2 separate regions of the Mus musculus genome follow, and region 2 is linked to region 1. A link is a contact called in public Hi-C data. All regions are on one chromosome and are shown on one strand. The core of a region is the stretch at or near the end of the contact, and the rest is flanking DNA. Distances in the headings are between cores, read along the strand shown.

What was found. Hi-C and Micro-C count contacts between places; a contact is called where the count stands out from the background.
Region 2: a contact with region 1 is called in a Hi-C map of muscle stem cells, with 4 times the contacts expected there. The contact joins two enhancer-like sites. A contact is called at or near these places in 3 of 484 Hi-C or Micro-C datasets (the AML12 cell line, cortical neurons and muscle stem cells).

What each region holds. Positions count from the first base shown.
Region 1 is chrX:12,085,585-12,093,359 of GRCm38.p6, forward strand. It overlaps Gm46687 (a long non-coding RNA gene), which reads left to right and starts at 6,902. Exons shown (of 3, transcript XR_003953120.1): 1 at 6,902-7,775. It also overlaps a transcript of Bcor not described here. Within about 2 kb of position 2,852, at least 265 of the 459 cell types and tissues checked have an H3K27ac peak or open chromatin away from gene starts, as enhancers often do. A contact at or near this core is called in muscle stem cells, where this site is marked.
Region 2 is chrX:12,436,002-12,443,776 of GRCm38.p6, forward strand. No RefSeq gene overlaps it. Among named protein-coding and RNA genes, the nearest start is that of Gm14635, 85 kb to the left of the region's middle. Within about 2 kb of position 3,695, at least 11 of the 459 cell types and tissues checked have an H3K27ac peak or open chromatin away from gene starts, as enhancers often do. A contact at or near this core is called in muscle stem cells, where this site is marked.

The DNA.
Region 1 (7,775 bases), core at 1,602-4,101:
TACCAGCATGGAGAGGGAACGCCATGATTTAAAAGTGTGTGTTTGCAGACACCCGCATATATTTTAATGATTTCCAGCAAGCTGCACGTCCCAACCCGGCACCCCCACCCCTCAACACAGAAGAGAGAGGATGAAGGTAGGGAGTCTCAATCAGAGACCCACTGACCTTTTTTGTTGTTGTTGTTGTTGTTGTTTGGAGGGGGAGGGGATGAAGGAGAGAGGTTGGTAAACAGGGTGTCGAGAAAAAAAAGAGGCTCCGGGAAGATGCCCAAGCCAAAGCCATACTGGTTTTAATTCTTTTTAAAAAGAAAAAAAAAATCTGATCATGGTGCCTTCCAGCTGGGACAGGACCCTCCACACTGTACAAGAAAGGCCAAGGGGGGGGGAAAATACACTCTGTCACCCTCTTCTTTCCCCAGGAGCCCACAGTTTTTTGAATCTTCCTGTTCTGCTGACAATCCAGAGACCTCCTTCCTGCCCGTTTAACACACCAGTGTTTTTTAGCAATTAAGGCGAGAATGGGGTGGGGATAAAGATAAGCCAATTTTTTTCCGCCATGCAAGTGTGAAAGATAAGATAAGGCTAAGCTGGGGCAAAGCGGCTGCTTACAACCTCCCCTCAGCGATTTTGATCGGTCACTTCTTATCTCGAAAAAATGCTCCTTTCGAAAACTGCATCAAAAAAAGAAAAAAGCTGACGGAAAGCGTTTTCATTTGGAAGTGACATTTAAAACCTAACTGCCTTCCACCAGCAACCCCTCTCCAAAGGCGAGGCTCTCCAGGAAAAGTCGCACCTCTACTGCAGGGTTTCAGGCCTTCTCGTGGGAGGACTGGATTTCTAGTGTAATTAAACTCAAAACCAGGGATGCGCGATGAGGACTTATTCTGCATCTGACACATGTTTATCTTTTATTACTGGTCTATATTTCTGTCTCACCATCGAGAGGATGTGCTGAAACTAAAACAAACAGGTAGCTATATTTGGGAGGGCCATATAATAACTATGTCAACAATGAGGTGGCTGTTCGTTGGAAAAAATAAAAAAAACTCTGTTGATTTTCACAAGACCCTGTAATCGGGAGTGGGGGGCGGGGAGGGCCCAGACCCTGAGAACTCCCAACTAAACTGGACTCTCCCTGAGTTTTATCAATTGTTTTCTCCTCACTGAGGGATTTCCGGAAGACTTTCTATTTGTTGAAGGTTTTGGTATCTAAGCCCACGCCCTCAAGGTGACCTGCAACTCCCCGCCCCCCGTCCCCCCCAATAAAGCTGCTGGCCCAAGATAGCAAGCAAAGGAGACCCCACAACAGGCTCAGAGCTCTGAGGCACCTTCTTCCCGTAAGCACCTCCAGTCTGCGGGCCCGGGATCAGGCTACAGGACCCAAAGCCCAGAGCCATCCGCAGCCGGATTGTCCCCAGGGAGCCGAAACCACCGGTCGGGGAAACCCCTCCTCTCGCCCTTCCCCGAAGAGCCTGGTCGCAGCGTCAGCGCAGAGCGAGCGGGCACTGCTGCCAGCCCGGCCTCTCCGGAGGCCCACAAGCGTCCCATTAGTCAGCCCGAGTTCCCCTTGGACGAGTCGTCTGGCGTGACCTCAAGGCCCGGTTCGGGCAGGGATGGGGTGCGGGGCCGCGGAGAGCTCGGCGGGACCCGGCCCGACTTGGTTCCGCGTCCCTGGACCCGCTGCGAAGAGGAGCGGGCGGGCCAGGCCGCTCCCCGGCGGGCTCCCGGCGCCGAGCTGCGTTTCACGTGCCCGCCATGGCAGCGGCGAGGAGGGGCTGGGAGGCGCGCGGCCGATCCCGCAGGGTCCCCGATCCCGCGTTCAGGTCCCTGGGGCGGGGCGGGGATCGAGGAACACCCTGAAGCCCCCATCCCTTCACAAGGCGAGGGCGACGTCGCCCGATGCCCCGGGGTTCCTAGGGCGCTGCTCCGAGAGCTGCGCGGCGGCGGCAGCCAGGGGAGGGTGCTCCTCGCGGCCGCGACGGGAACTTCCCCGCCGCCCCGCCGCCGCAGTCACGGGGACCGGAAGCCCTCCCGCCGCCCCGAACGGCCAGTGCTGGCCCCTAGGGCAGTCCTAGACGGGAGCTGGCCGTCTGTCCTCCTAGATTCCTCCAGGCTCCAGGCGATTGTCCGCACCCCGGAATGGACCCATTTTAGGCAAGGTCCGGCGAGACGTCCCCCCCCTCCCAGTTACCGCCACCAACACGCCTTTCCCCTCCCTCCTCTCTGGGCCCCGCAGCTGGGACAGGAGGGGCGCTGAGCCGCCACTTGGGCCAGGCAGGAACACCTGCTCCCGAGCCCTGCAGCTGGGCGCGAGGTGCCGGGGAGAAGCTGTCTACTGTTGTGTACAGAGATCGCGGAACAGAAATGGGGCGCTCCGGAGCACTGGAGTCTCCCCCCACCCATTTCCTACTCATTTTGGGCGGTCAACCCCAAAGCCAGAAAGGGCACTGATCTCCCTGAGGGTCTTAGGGCAACAACACCTGAAATCCAGCTTCTGGCCTTAAGAGGTCGTTAGCAAGCCACACGGGTCAAAAACCAGTTGTGGGAACCTTCCCCAGTGTCCACTCCCGCTCTTCAACCCAGACACCCTCATCTGCCCCACGCATTCTGGCCTCGTGCCGCGGACGGCAGTAGGTCAGGATGGCACCAGCATCTCCCCCCTCTCCCGAGGGGCAGAGAGTCTGGTATGGACCTTCGGCTTTGGCACTGCGCGTGGGGGAGGGCCAAAGGGTCCTCCCCATCTTTTCGAACCGGCGGCGGAGCTAACCTGCGAGGCTGTCCCAGCCTCACCCCGCCCCCGTCCGGCCCTCCCCGACTCCCCTGGCCCAGGGCCCGGCCGGGGAAGGCGTTGTTTTGCCAGCGGGAGCCGAGCGAGTGCGCAGAGAAAAGCCACCCTGCTCTAATGAGAGTGCACACAGCGCTGCAGCGAGGAGGAGGATTACCCGGCGGGAGGGGGAGGGGAGCGCGGGCCGGGACCGCGGGCGGCGTGTGCGGCGGCCCCGTGGGCCCGGAGTCCCCGCCTGTCTGGCTGCTAATCGCACGCTTTCTGCCGTTACGGAGGCAGGCGGGAGCCGGCGGCCGAGCCCAGCGCCGGCGACTCGGCGGGTGACACGGAAACATGGCGCAGCGCCCCTCCCCCGCCCGCCCTCCCGGCGCTCCCGCCTCCTGCCTCGCACTTCCTCCCGCCCGCGCGGCTTTTGCAGTTCTAATGCTCTGCTTTCGGCCTGGCACCATTACGCTAGCAGCCGCTTCTCTGCGGCCTCGCGCGTCTCTTTCCCCTTTGTTTTCAGGGTCTATAGAAAAGGTTTGCTTTTGTCCCGAGCTCTCTCGTTAAACCAAACTTGTGGTGGCAACGGAAGGCAGTGCGGGCGGGGAGGGGCCAGGGGATTTTGGCAGCAACAGAGCAGAGCGTGGTGGAAACTTCTCTTGCTGGGTTCCCCGCCACCGCCTTCCAACCCCCACCTCCACTCACAGACAAGCCGCCCCGCCGACGCTTCTCTCCTGAGAGGCCCCAGCGCTCCAGGAAGAAGGCCTGGGACACAGGGACTGTGACCACGGGCCTTCGAAGAGACCAGGGTTCTTGTCTGTGACCCCAGACTTTTGGCACTCAATGACCTTGATCCTTGGTGCGTTGACTTGACTTGGCTTTCGTCTGGTCCTTCGGGGCCCTGTTTCTCAGTCAGTGAATAAAGGAAAGGATCGAAGTAAAGTGTTTAGCGTGTGATTCTCCTTTTCAAAAGGCTGGCTGGAACCTTACTCATTTACTGTAGGCCTTCTTTATAGAGTACGGGGCAACAAGAGGGAAGCATGGACTCAAAGGACAAATGACAGAAAACCTTGTCCCCGGTGGCTGGCCACCTCACCCACACTCACTTAGCATGCCTTTGGGAAGACCTTGCAAAGCGCGGGGGGGGGGGGCTCAGTGTTGCTCCCTCGGTTCAGGAGATGCCAAACCTTCCCCTCTTCAGGCGAGAAATCGGGACAACCCCTCCCCCCCCACACCCCCGGTCGCACTCCCCAGACCCACGCGTATGCTGTGGCTTTCTGCATTGGAGCTGCTCAGGCGGCAATTTTTAAAGCCTGCAATTAAGCGAGGCGTCGCCGTGTCCTCGGCTAGTGTCGATCCTGTCAGTCGCACATGGCCTTGGTGCTCCGGTCCGAGGCCCCGCGATTAGTCACAGGCTCGCTTCGCTCCTTCCCTAATCCGCCTCTGCAGGCAGCCTGGGGACGCGGCCGACTAGGCGGCGCTGGCAGGGAGCCACCGCACGCGGGGCGGGCCTCCTGGTTAGTGCCAGCCCCACTGCACCGGAGCCAGCGCGGGCCCCGAGGTGCGGGATTGACGCCCCCCCCCCGCCCCCTGGTGGGGCGCCCGCGTCCCTCCTCCTCCCGCCCCTCTCCAGGGCCTGCGAGATCTATTTGTGTGGTGTCATTTGCATAAAAATAGGACAAGTGTTTCAGTGCGTTCGAACGCGGGAGGCGAAATCCTTATTGATGTGTCTGTGTGGAGCCTTCGGTTGTCGGAGCAGTTTGATTTAGGGTGTTTGTGTTGCCTTCTGCGAGAAATGAGAGGAAATCCTGTGCAATGCTTACGGCAGCCAGGGCCCCCTGGAGCATCCTCGCTCTGCGCGGTTGGGAGTAGAGTACCGCTTGGGCCCCAACACACCAAGTCTACAACCAGCAGGTTGAGGGCCAGGCGGGCGGCCTATTATGACTCATAAAACCGGGCGGCCTAATCACCAGCTGCCAATCCATTTACATGTGCCACTTCCCAAGGCACCCTTCTTCGTCCTGGCAGGGCCTCCCGCGGGTTCGCCGCGGACACGGCTAGAGTTTCCCAGTGGAAGCTAACCAAGTGCTCATCCTTTCCCGTCGGTAGCCCGGCCGCCCCTCCTAGGCGAGACCCTGCTCCCTAGGCCTCTGCGCCTCTCTCCAGCAACTCCTCAGCGTGGACAAATAGCTTGGGAGGGCGCCGGCCTCTCGGAGCCAGTAAATCAATCATTAACTCCCTAGCGAGGCCGAGTCAAGGGAGGGAGTGGGGGCCAGAGCCCAGAGCGCGGGGCAAGAGCAGGACTCCCTACCCTAGACTAAGAGGCATCTCTGTGCCAGCGAACTGCTCTAAGGCAGTTCCTCCAAGTCTTCCCTGTCTCCTCCAGAAGCCACAGCCCGCTGGGCCTTTCAAGCTACACCGCGCCTCGCCGGGCAGGTTGGGTTACTGCACAGCCCCTTGGCTTTGGGCTTCCCGGCCTGCTGTCCCTAGAAGAGTATGCCACACAGGGGCAAATTCCTGGGATCCAGCCCGGCTCCACATAACTCCGGCTTGGCCAAATCTATTCGATCGGGTGGACCTGTCTCCCGAAGCATGTTCCCCCTGAAGCCTTCAGTGGATGTGGCATGCAGAGGGTTAAAGAGCCTCAGTTCGCTCTAGCTCCTCCGCGGCACAGAGGAAATGCTGATCAAAGTGCCTACGGGGAAGGAAACACACGCACACTCGGGGCCCGGGTCGAAAGAGACAGTTCCCAAGTCGCCTGCCTCGAGCCGCTTCCCACACTCTAGGCAAGGCAAGGCAAGGCGGCCCGCACGATTCACCCCGCGGAGCTCTGCGTGCAGGGGCTGGGGAAGGAGGAGGGACAAGGGGGCGGGAGGCGAGCCCGGGCTGCGCGCCAAGAGGCCCGGAGCCACAGATTAGTCACCGCTCGGCTCAGAGCTCACGGGTGCGCGGGGGAAACGGGAGGGCAGGCGGCGGCCCAGCTCAGCCCCGCTCCCGGGGCCTCGGCGCCGCTGCCCCCGCCCCCACCCCCGCGCGCGGCTGCCGAGGCTCTCCCGGACTCTCGCCGCGGAGATCCACTTGTCAGTTCAAGGGCAGGACAGAAACTGCAAGCTGAGTCTTACGAACAGGAAATTTCTCATTGACAATGTGCTACCCCCCCAACACACAGACACACACACACACACACACACACACACACACACACACACACACACACACACAGAGCCACAGCCGCCGCCGCAGCCCCGGCGCGCAAAGCGGCTTTAAAACAAAACCAAATCCCACCGCGGGCAGCCGGCTGCCGGCGTGCCCACCCGGCAACGATCGCCTCGGCGACTCCCGCCCCGGGCCAGCACACTGGCTGGGCGGATGGGCTCGGCTCCGGGCCGAAGGCGCAGTCCTCTCTGCAGGACCTTGGGGGGCGGGGGGGGGGCAGGGCGGCGCTCTGCGCCTCCCCAGGGAGTGAACCGGGGCTGCTGAGCTTTGCGCTGCGCTGGGTGGCCGCCGGGTCAGCGCTCTCTGCGGGGAGGCTGCCGCGAGTGCCGCTGCGGGAACCCGGGAGGGCTGCGAGCTCGGCCTGGCAAAGTTCCTGTGGAAACTCCATGTTTTGAAACTCCAGCGCCGTTGCGGAAGGAGGGGGAGAAGGGAACGCGCCGAGCGCCGAAGGCCGCCAGCACCCGCCTGGCTCTCCGGGGGAACCTGGCCCGCGCCTCTCCCCAGCCCCACTGCAAGTCTGGAGGGCCGGGAGGGCCGAGCCCCTGGAGCAAAGCCTTTTGTGTATTCCTCTTTCCCTTCGCTCTCCAAGGGAAATTCATTAACCCGTTTTATTTACTGAGACGAAGGCTGCCTTTTTAGGGGCCGTGATATTCAGGGTAATTTCGTATTTGACACGTGTAAATACTTAGTACTCTCAGGTAAGGTCAAATTATTTATCATCTTAATTTATATTTCAATAGGCCTACAATTTAGAGTCGAGAAATGCCTCCTTATGAATCATTATGGTCTATTAGAGGAACTAATGTCTAACCAGCACTATTTGGTAGGGAATCACTTATGTTGACATTTAAATGGCTCTTCAATAGTTAAAGAGAGAGAGAGAGAGAGAGAGAGAGAGAGAGAGAGAGAGGCATTCGAGTGCCTTTGATTAAATATACAATTTGCAAAACCATCAGAACTATAAATTCTAGGAATTTTTTTCAAAGTTTCCAAAGCCTTCCAGTACATATATGTCATTTCCTATGGGGGAAAAATACACAAATTTCAGACAACCTCCCCCCAACACACACAAGCTAAAGTCTCATTAGTAAGGTCCCAGATCCTGCTCCTTAGTGACAGACTTGCTTTTTAGCACTATTGCAGGTAATTTGTAAAATGAGCTTACCCGCTTGCTGAAAGCCAACCACCCATTCCTGGGGTCACCACAGCACCCAGAACGTCTTACTGATGCTTTAAAGTCAACTCTACACTAGTTCACATAGTCCCCAGTCTCTTCCTAGCTGCCTCCCGGCTCAAATTCTAAGAACTCTTCTTTTTTTTCTTTTTTCTTCGAGACAGGGTTTCTCTGAATAGCCCTGGCTGTCCTGGAACTCACTTTGTAGACCAGGCTGGCCTTGAACTCAGAAATTCGCCTGCCTCTGCCTCCCAAGTGCTGGGATTAAAGGCGTGCGCCACCATGCCCGCCCAGCAAGGGCTCTTCTTTCTGACTCTGCTCTCTTCCTTTGGTCAAAGCATCTCCTGTAATGTAATAGTTCTTTCAGGGCCTGGGACTAGCTTCCTATGTGTCTGTTTTCCAAGACAGCTTCACCTCTTGATGGAGATCCCTACATCCAGGCAACAGTTCCATTTCTTTATTTTATTTTATTTTATTTTATTTTATTTAGAGACAGGGTCTCTCTATCTAATTCTGGCTGTCCTGGAACTCACTCTGCAGAGATCCACCTGCCTCTGCCTCCCCAGCAGAAATTAAAGGCATTTGCCAGCATAGCAGTCTCATTTCTTTACTCATCAG
Region 2 (7,775 bases), core at 2,445-4,944, 350 kb after region 1:
TGGTGGCAGCAGCAGGGTTTTCTTCTCCACAGTGACTCAGTTATCACATGGGAACTCACCTCCATGCAACAATGGCCTCTGAAGACACTCCCAGGCAAGCTAACCTAGAAAGCCCAGAAGGGAAATGCTTTGCAAACCAGGAGAGAAAAACCTCAATAGCTGTGGGTAAAACTGATTGAAAGCTTCACACACCGGAGGTGGGAACCTGCAGGCAGAAACACAGTGGCTGAATCCTGGGGCAGGATGTAATCCCTGCTTCCCTCTGCTGCAGCTGTTTGCCTCCCCACTGAGCGTGTCAATGACGTCAGGGCTGACGTCTGAAGTCAGCGGACATTTGGAAGATGCCTGTGACCAACCGTACACATGAGCTCTGTGGGAGAGATGCAGATTGAGGCTGTGTGGTCATGGCAGCATATACCAACACCCCGAGGAGCAGCCAGGGATGCTATCTGTACTTCTTGGGCAGAGGACACATGGGGGTAGAATGAGTGTCACCAGTGGGGGTGGGGGTGGATATTGAGTGGCACATGTATAATTAGTTCATCATGAATATTTACTGCCTCGGGTGCCTTAAATACAATTGGTGCCTTGTAAATATTTTGTGTGTCATATATTTAGTACCTCAAGTCTATCAGGAGTCTCGTGACCCTTCCACCCCAGCAGTGTTCATGTAGGTCTGACATTTCTCCCAGGTAACTAACATATTTATTGATGATAATTTTTAGCAGGCCCGCTTGTCTTGATTTCTATGGCAGAATCAAATATGCACAAAGAGTACCAGAAATATGTATTGATTTTGTCACTTGTAACAAAAATGGAACAGGCTATTGATGGCCTTGATTTCCTACACTGTGATGGACTCTGTGCTGGGCTCTTTCCAGGAGTTCCACACAACAACCCAGCAACATAGACCGACCTTCCTTCCTTCCTTCCTTCCTTCCTTCCTTCCTTCCCTCCCTCCCTCCCTTCTTCCTTCCTTCCTTCCTCCTTCCCTCCCTCCCTCTTTCCTTCTTCTCTCTCTTTCCCATCCCTCTTCCCCTTGTCCCTCTTTCTTTCACACTCCATCTTCCTCTCCCACTCTCTCCCCATCTTTTTTGCTTGTTTTTGAATCAAGGTCTCACTATGTAGCCCAGACTGGCTTTGAACCCACTATCCTTGCCTGACCTCCTGCAGGCTGGAACTGTAGGTGTGTGCTGCTGGGCCTGCTATCCTTGCTAGTTATCTGAGGACTCTGACATGCAGAGAGGCTTAGAACTCCCCACAGCCCATACCTGGTAAGAAGCACGGTCAGAGTTAGAAATCCGATTTGGTATTGGCATTGTAGGGACTGGGAGAACACACCCAGACATCAAATTCTCAGCACAAAGATTTATTACCCTGGAAGGAGCAATGTGGGGCTCTGATTCTGTATTTATTGGGCAAAGATAGCAGCAGGTGTCTCTGCAGGTCTGTTGTTGTTGTTTAAGGAGAAAAGGGGAGTCTGTGCTAGGGTGAGTGGGTAAGCCCTGATTGGACAGGTTAACAGGTGTAGCCAAATAATGAATTTTGATAGCTGAACCTTGAAGTTTTAGTCAATTAGATCTAAGGACGTGGCCACACAAGGAAGTAAAACCTCGGTGGCCAGCTTTAGGAATGTAATCTAAAGGTTTAGCGAGAGAGAGGGGAGGGAGAGAGGGAGCAGAAGACACCTATGTTAGCCATGCGCAGGCCTGTTAGAGAGCCCTTCATACATTCCATCGTGCTTGCTGGCTCTGGTCCCCACTGGGCATCAAGAGACATTTTGCATCAGTCTAATGCCTCACATATTTCCTTCTGCTCTATAGTTTGTACTGTGTTGTAAGACAGTTAGAGCCAGCCGGGTGTGGTGGCACACACCTTTAATCCCAGCACTTGGGAGGCAGAGGCAGGCGGATTTCTGAGTTCGAGGCCAGCCTGATCTACAAAGTGAGTTCCAGGATAGCCAGGGCTATACAGAGAAACCCTGTCTCAAAAAACCAAAAAAAGAAGACAGAGCCACTTGCCTAGACTACTGCAGTGCCCACTTCAGTCTCGCCCTCTACTAATCCAGAATGACCACTTAACAACAGAAGTCTGACCACACCTAAATCCTCCAGTGGGCCTTGTGGGCCTAGAGTGCCTGCTTAGCATGTATAGGGCTCAGGGATCAAAGAAATCAAAATAAGAAACAGACTCTCCAATGGACTGCCTTTGCTCCCTGGGTAACGATCCAAATCCTCACTGTGGCCACAACTTACCCCTGGCTGTTCTCTCCTGACTCCCTCTGTCTATCTCCTTCCAGTGTCCTCCAGTCACCTGCCACCCTCTTAGAACCACACACTAATAACCTAGTCAGTCCTCAGACATGTCATACCACCCATCGTGGGATCCTTTGCACAGACTATTCCTTCCGACCGCAAAGCTTTCCCCTTCTTTTATCACCCAGTCAATGCCCATCCATCTTCATGATGAAGTTCTGCTGTCCCTTCCCCTGACCTCGCCACTCTTCTGGTATCATTTGCCTAGTTTGCAACACTCTGGGAACTCTTGGAAGATTACTCACATTGCTATAAATATTTACCAAGCCCTTCAGTGGCCCATCAATGCTCTGAGGCCTTTGCTCCTCTATATAATTCTTGTGAGTGCTCCCCAAGTCTCCTTGCCACTATAGATCCTTTCCTAAGGAAGGAAGATGCTGGAAACTCTACATCAGGCACATCCGTTCTCTCTCTCTCTCTCTCTCTCTCTCTCTCTTTCTCTCCCTCCCTCCCTCCCTCCCTCCCTCCCTCCCTCCCCCTCTCTTTCCTTCACACCCCCTCCCTGTTACTCTGCCTTGCCTTGCCCAGAACTAGAACTGATCACTACGTGTGTATGTGGCCCCACGTGGTCTCAAACATACCCTTCCTCCCATGGCTCTACTGGAAATTTTTCCCATGACAAAATCATCCCCTTAGGGTAGAATCTTCATGAAAATGCAAGTCCTCTCGGGAGAGGCCTTTCAACAAAGCCATTACTCGGTTGGAGTCAAATTCCAGTCACACATATTAAACGCTATGGTGGTTTATATGTGAACTGTCCCCTATGGACTCATGTAGAATACTTGGTCCCCAGCTGGTGGTGCTGTTTTGGAAGGATGCGGATCTTTTAAAAGGTGGGGCCTTGCTGCAGGAAGTGAATAGCTGGGGGTGGGGGTGGGAGTGGGGAGGGTGGACTCTGAGGATTGATAGCCCAGCCTCACTTCCTTTTCACTCTCTGATTTCTGACTCTGGACTCCATGTGACTGGCCATCTCACATTCCTGCCACCATCCTCTCATAGGTTGTTTCCTGCCAGGTTACAACAATCAGAGAAATAACCAGGGTCTGTGCAGGCCTTCCTGTCCACAGGGCGAGTTACTTACGTATCTATTGCACTGTTCTGGTTAACTCCAGATTTAGCTGCTTAGGAAACAAGTGCCCGTCTGTCATTCTCCACTTTCCTTGGCTCGGGAGTCTAGGTGGGGCTTAGCTGGCTCTCAGTGTGTGCGTGTGGGGTGTACATCCAACATCATTCACACGCCAGCTGTTAGTGGGAGACATCTGCTCTTTGCCAAGTGAGGTCTGCATAGAGCCAGTTCACAGGAAGGCTCTGAGGAAAACGCAGGACAGGTGGACAAGATGAAATCAAGATGCTTCATAGCCCAACCCTGGTGAGTCAATCTGTGTAACTCACACTCAAGAGGACGCTATGCCAGAAGTACGGGCCGCTTCTCGTGTTACTCTCCGGCAGCCTAGGGAGCAGAAAAACTGATTCAGACGGGGTGAACGAGTTTCCTGGATCTCACATGGCCATTTGGCTAGGCTGCAGAGCCCGGTTGTGTGTTCCAACACCACTCCAGGCTGTGTGGGTGAAGGCACTTTGTGTATGTTATTTTTATCTATAGGCAATGAACGATCTGTCTGAAGAGACCACCCTTCACAATGTGGGTGGATCTCCTCTGAGCAATTCAAAGCTTTGCCCAAAGAAGCAAGAATTCTCTCTGAAGACAAACTTCCAAGCCATGGCTGAGTTGCCAGCCTGCAGGCTCTCCTGTACACTTCAGAATCATGAGTATAACATCAGGCTAACGCAGTGACACATACTTAAAATTGTAGCCACTCTTCAGATTGAGGCAAAGGGATCATAAGTTTGAGGACAGCCTAGAACACACAGTGAGATCCCCATCTTAACTCCTGTCAGAGTCTCCAGGCGACACTGCAGCACCAGCTCCTGTCTGAGCTCCCAGCCTACAACTTGCCCAGCCAGTTTCAAGCGTGCTGGGCTCCAGAATCACATACATTTTTTCCAAATATATATTTATACATGACTCTGTGTGTGTGTGTGTGTGTGTGTGTGTGTGCCCTCAGAGGTCACAAGAGGTATTCCTGGAGCTGAAGTTATAGATGGTTGTGAGCCATCTGACATGTGTGCTAGGAACCAAACTTGGTTCCTCTGCAAGAGCAGTGCATGTTGTTGATGGCCCAGGTGTCTATCTCTTTAGCCCCAAGTATATATTTCTCAGGATTCAGCATATGTTAGCATGATGTATGATGTCTTAGCAAAGGTTCTTAAGTTGAGATATGTTGATTGCAGGAAAGACTCTGAACTCTTTTTGTGACCTTACAGTAGGTCACAAGACCCTCATGTGGGAGATGCTCCTCCCAGTCATCCAGGACAGGACCATTTTCTACCCTTCATCAAGCCCAGCATAAAAGCATCAATTTTAACATTTTCTTTGGACCTTCAGTTCCTCGTGAAGGTTCCTATGTTGCAGGAGATGCATTTTTGCACTTTTCTTTTGTAATTTGTCTTTGACAATATTATCTAAAAATTATTTGATCCCTCAAATTATGCAGTTCGGAGAATAACTGGCATGAGCCAGACCTCTTCTTTCACCATGTGGCTGTGGGACTTTTGAGGAGGGGCTTATGTGAAAGAAGTAGACTGCTGGGCAGCTGGCCTTAAGTTTGATAGCCCGGCCTCACTTGCTGTCCCTTTTCTGCTTCCTGCTCTGTCTGAGCTGTGACAAAAAGAAGTGTCTCATATGCATGAAGCCACTATGAAGCCACATACTGTCTTGGCTTCCCACTACACCAGACCGCAGCTCCTCAAACCATCAGCCATGACAACTCCTTCCTCTGTTACATTCCTTCTCATAGCAATGAGAAAACAATAGCTACAGTTGCCCAGTCAAGGGTGTAGGCCTGAGCTGCAACTTAGTAGTACAGAGGCAGGAAAAGGACAGGAAAATTAAGGGGCGTGGGAGCAGAAAGGGTCCCTTCACTCTGGGATCTCACTTAGAGTCAGAAGTTCCAATACAAATGCCCAAGTCAAAGTCACCTGTTGAAGTGGAAACTTAAGGTTTTTTTTAAAAAGTCAGTTGTGTTGGATGGTGTTTTGTTGGAGCAAACACATGAAGGAGTGTATTTCTGAAGTAGACATACGTGAAAGGCTAAGGCAGACGTGTGAAGGAATTGAAACTGACATAGGTAAAAGGATGTTTTGTTAAACTAAGCACGTGAAAGGACATGTGATGAAGGATTTTTTTCTAATGACATACGTGTATTGCTCTGTACTACATTATGTAGTTGAGCTCTTTTTGTCGGGACTTTATAGAGAGAAATGAATCAAGAAACTTTTGGTGGTGTGTTGTAGTTTCTTGTCACTTTGGTGGACTTGGGCTGATTGGCAGGTGATGTCAGCTGAGACAGGTGCACATGCTGAGGCAAATACGTGGAGGACACGTGATGTTTGGACGAAGTATAACTAGAATTCAATGGACAATGATGGAGGCTGAGCTATTAAAGAGCGATCTGTGCAATGCTTGTTGGTCTCAAGTCTTTGATGATCTTTGCTTAGATGACAGAGGCACAGGCCAAGAACTTCTGGCATTCCTTCTGGTCCCTCCTGCTGTTGACTCATGTCGAGGCTACAGCCTGGCTGACTCTGCTAGGTAGTGTCACTGCTGCTGATTTGCCTTTGCTATTCTGACTCTACTGCATTGGACTGCTAATATATCTGTGAAGTGTTTGTGAATGGATTGAACTGTCTCTGCTAACTGTGAACTGAACTGTGGATTTCCAGACAACACAGACAGGAGTTACTCCAGGGTATCTTTCTAAACAGGTCCACTTCCCCTATATCCTTTCTTTTCCACTACCTATGCATGGGTAGTGGGCTAGAAGGGAGGTTAAAGCATTTAAGAACCATCATTTAAAGTAGGCATTAAAAATTTTAAGTTGCAATCCATAGACACTCTTCTTCTTTTTCCAAAGATATCTCAAAGAAGAAGGTTACAAACACTTAGGGCCAGGGTGTCTATGACCTTGATCATAACTGTATCAGCTTTCTTCTCTCATTCCTAAACTCAACCTACTGATTCCTACAATCATCTAATAATAATAAATGGGGCTTGAGAGATATCTCTGTGGGAAAAGGTGCTACCAAGCCTTAAGAGTTAATCCCCAGGCCCTACAGAGTAGAAAGAGGGAACAGACTTCTGCTAGTTGTCCTCTGACCTCCACAGGAGTCACGTGCACTCCCACACTCATGTACACACATACTAAGTAAATGTAATGTTTTTTTCAAAGCTTTAAGAGGAGGGGCGGGAGACCCATTAGCTAAGAGCATGCACTCCTCCTCCAGAGGAGGGGTTCAATTCCCAGCAACCATGGTAGGGGCTGACAAGCACCTCTAATTCTAACTCCAGAAGCACCCAGTTCATCAGGTCTCTGTGGGCACTTGTACCTAGGTGCACATACCTAGATACAGACAAACACACATACCCAATTTAGAGATCTAATCTTTAAACCTTTTTGTAAATTGCATCCTTTGAGCAATAATTTTAAAAGACACGGATTCATATACACAGCCATTACAAAGACATTAAAGCATGCGATTCTCTTGAGCAGCTCACATTTCAGAGGTGTGTGTTGTCCCTTCTTTAGTCTCTCTTTCTCTAAACTTGGATGTGTATGACGTTCCTTAAGTCTCTTTCTAAGTACCCACACTTAAGTTGGAACTATGTACAGTCTCTTTATCTCTCCCTAGCAAGTTTGCTAACTCCTTCACTCTACCTCACTGAAATTCGTTTCTATGCTATAGTCAAGGATCTGGCATTACCAGAACACAAGGTCCTAAGTGCTCAGGCTACAGCCGGCAGTGCTGGGCTTGGAAGCCCTGTACTCGAAGTATGGGAAGCCCTCTGTCCCATCTCTAGCATGGCAGGGAAAGAAATAAGGTGACTACACCTTTGCCTCTTTCTCTTGAGAGCTCCACACTTGGAGCTCAGCAACCATGCCATGAGGTAGCCCTCACTAGCCTGTATGAAGAGGTCTTCCGTAGGTGTTCTAGCAGCTGGCCAGCCTAGTCGGCATCAGTCACAGGGATCGCAAGTGTCCAAGCCCTCAGATCATTCCAGCAACAGTTTTGTGTCCTCCAAGCTTAGTTTCAGGTATTCTAGAACGGCATCAGGCTGCCTCATGGACCTTGTCCCCAAGTACAGGGCATACTCTAACTCAATGATGCTGTTTGAAGTCACTAGATTTGGGGGCAATTGTTTATACAGCAATCAATCTGGACTGTCTGTCGCAAAAGATACACTGGTGAGCAATATAAACATGGTTTAATGCTGTTTTTGATTACTCAGTTGAGGTTGTAACAAAATATCATAGACTGGTAAGTTTAACCAACAGAAAGGTATTTAGTTCTCACAGTTCAACAGGCTAAGAGCCTACGCTCAAGATACTGGCAGAGTCAGTT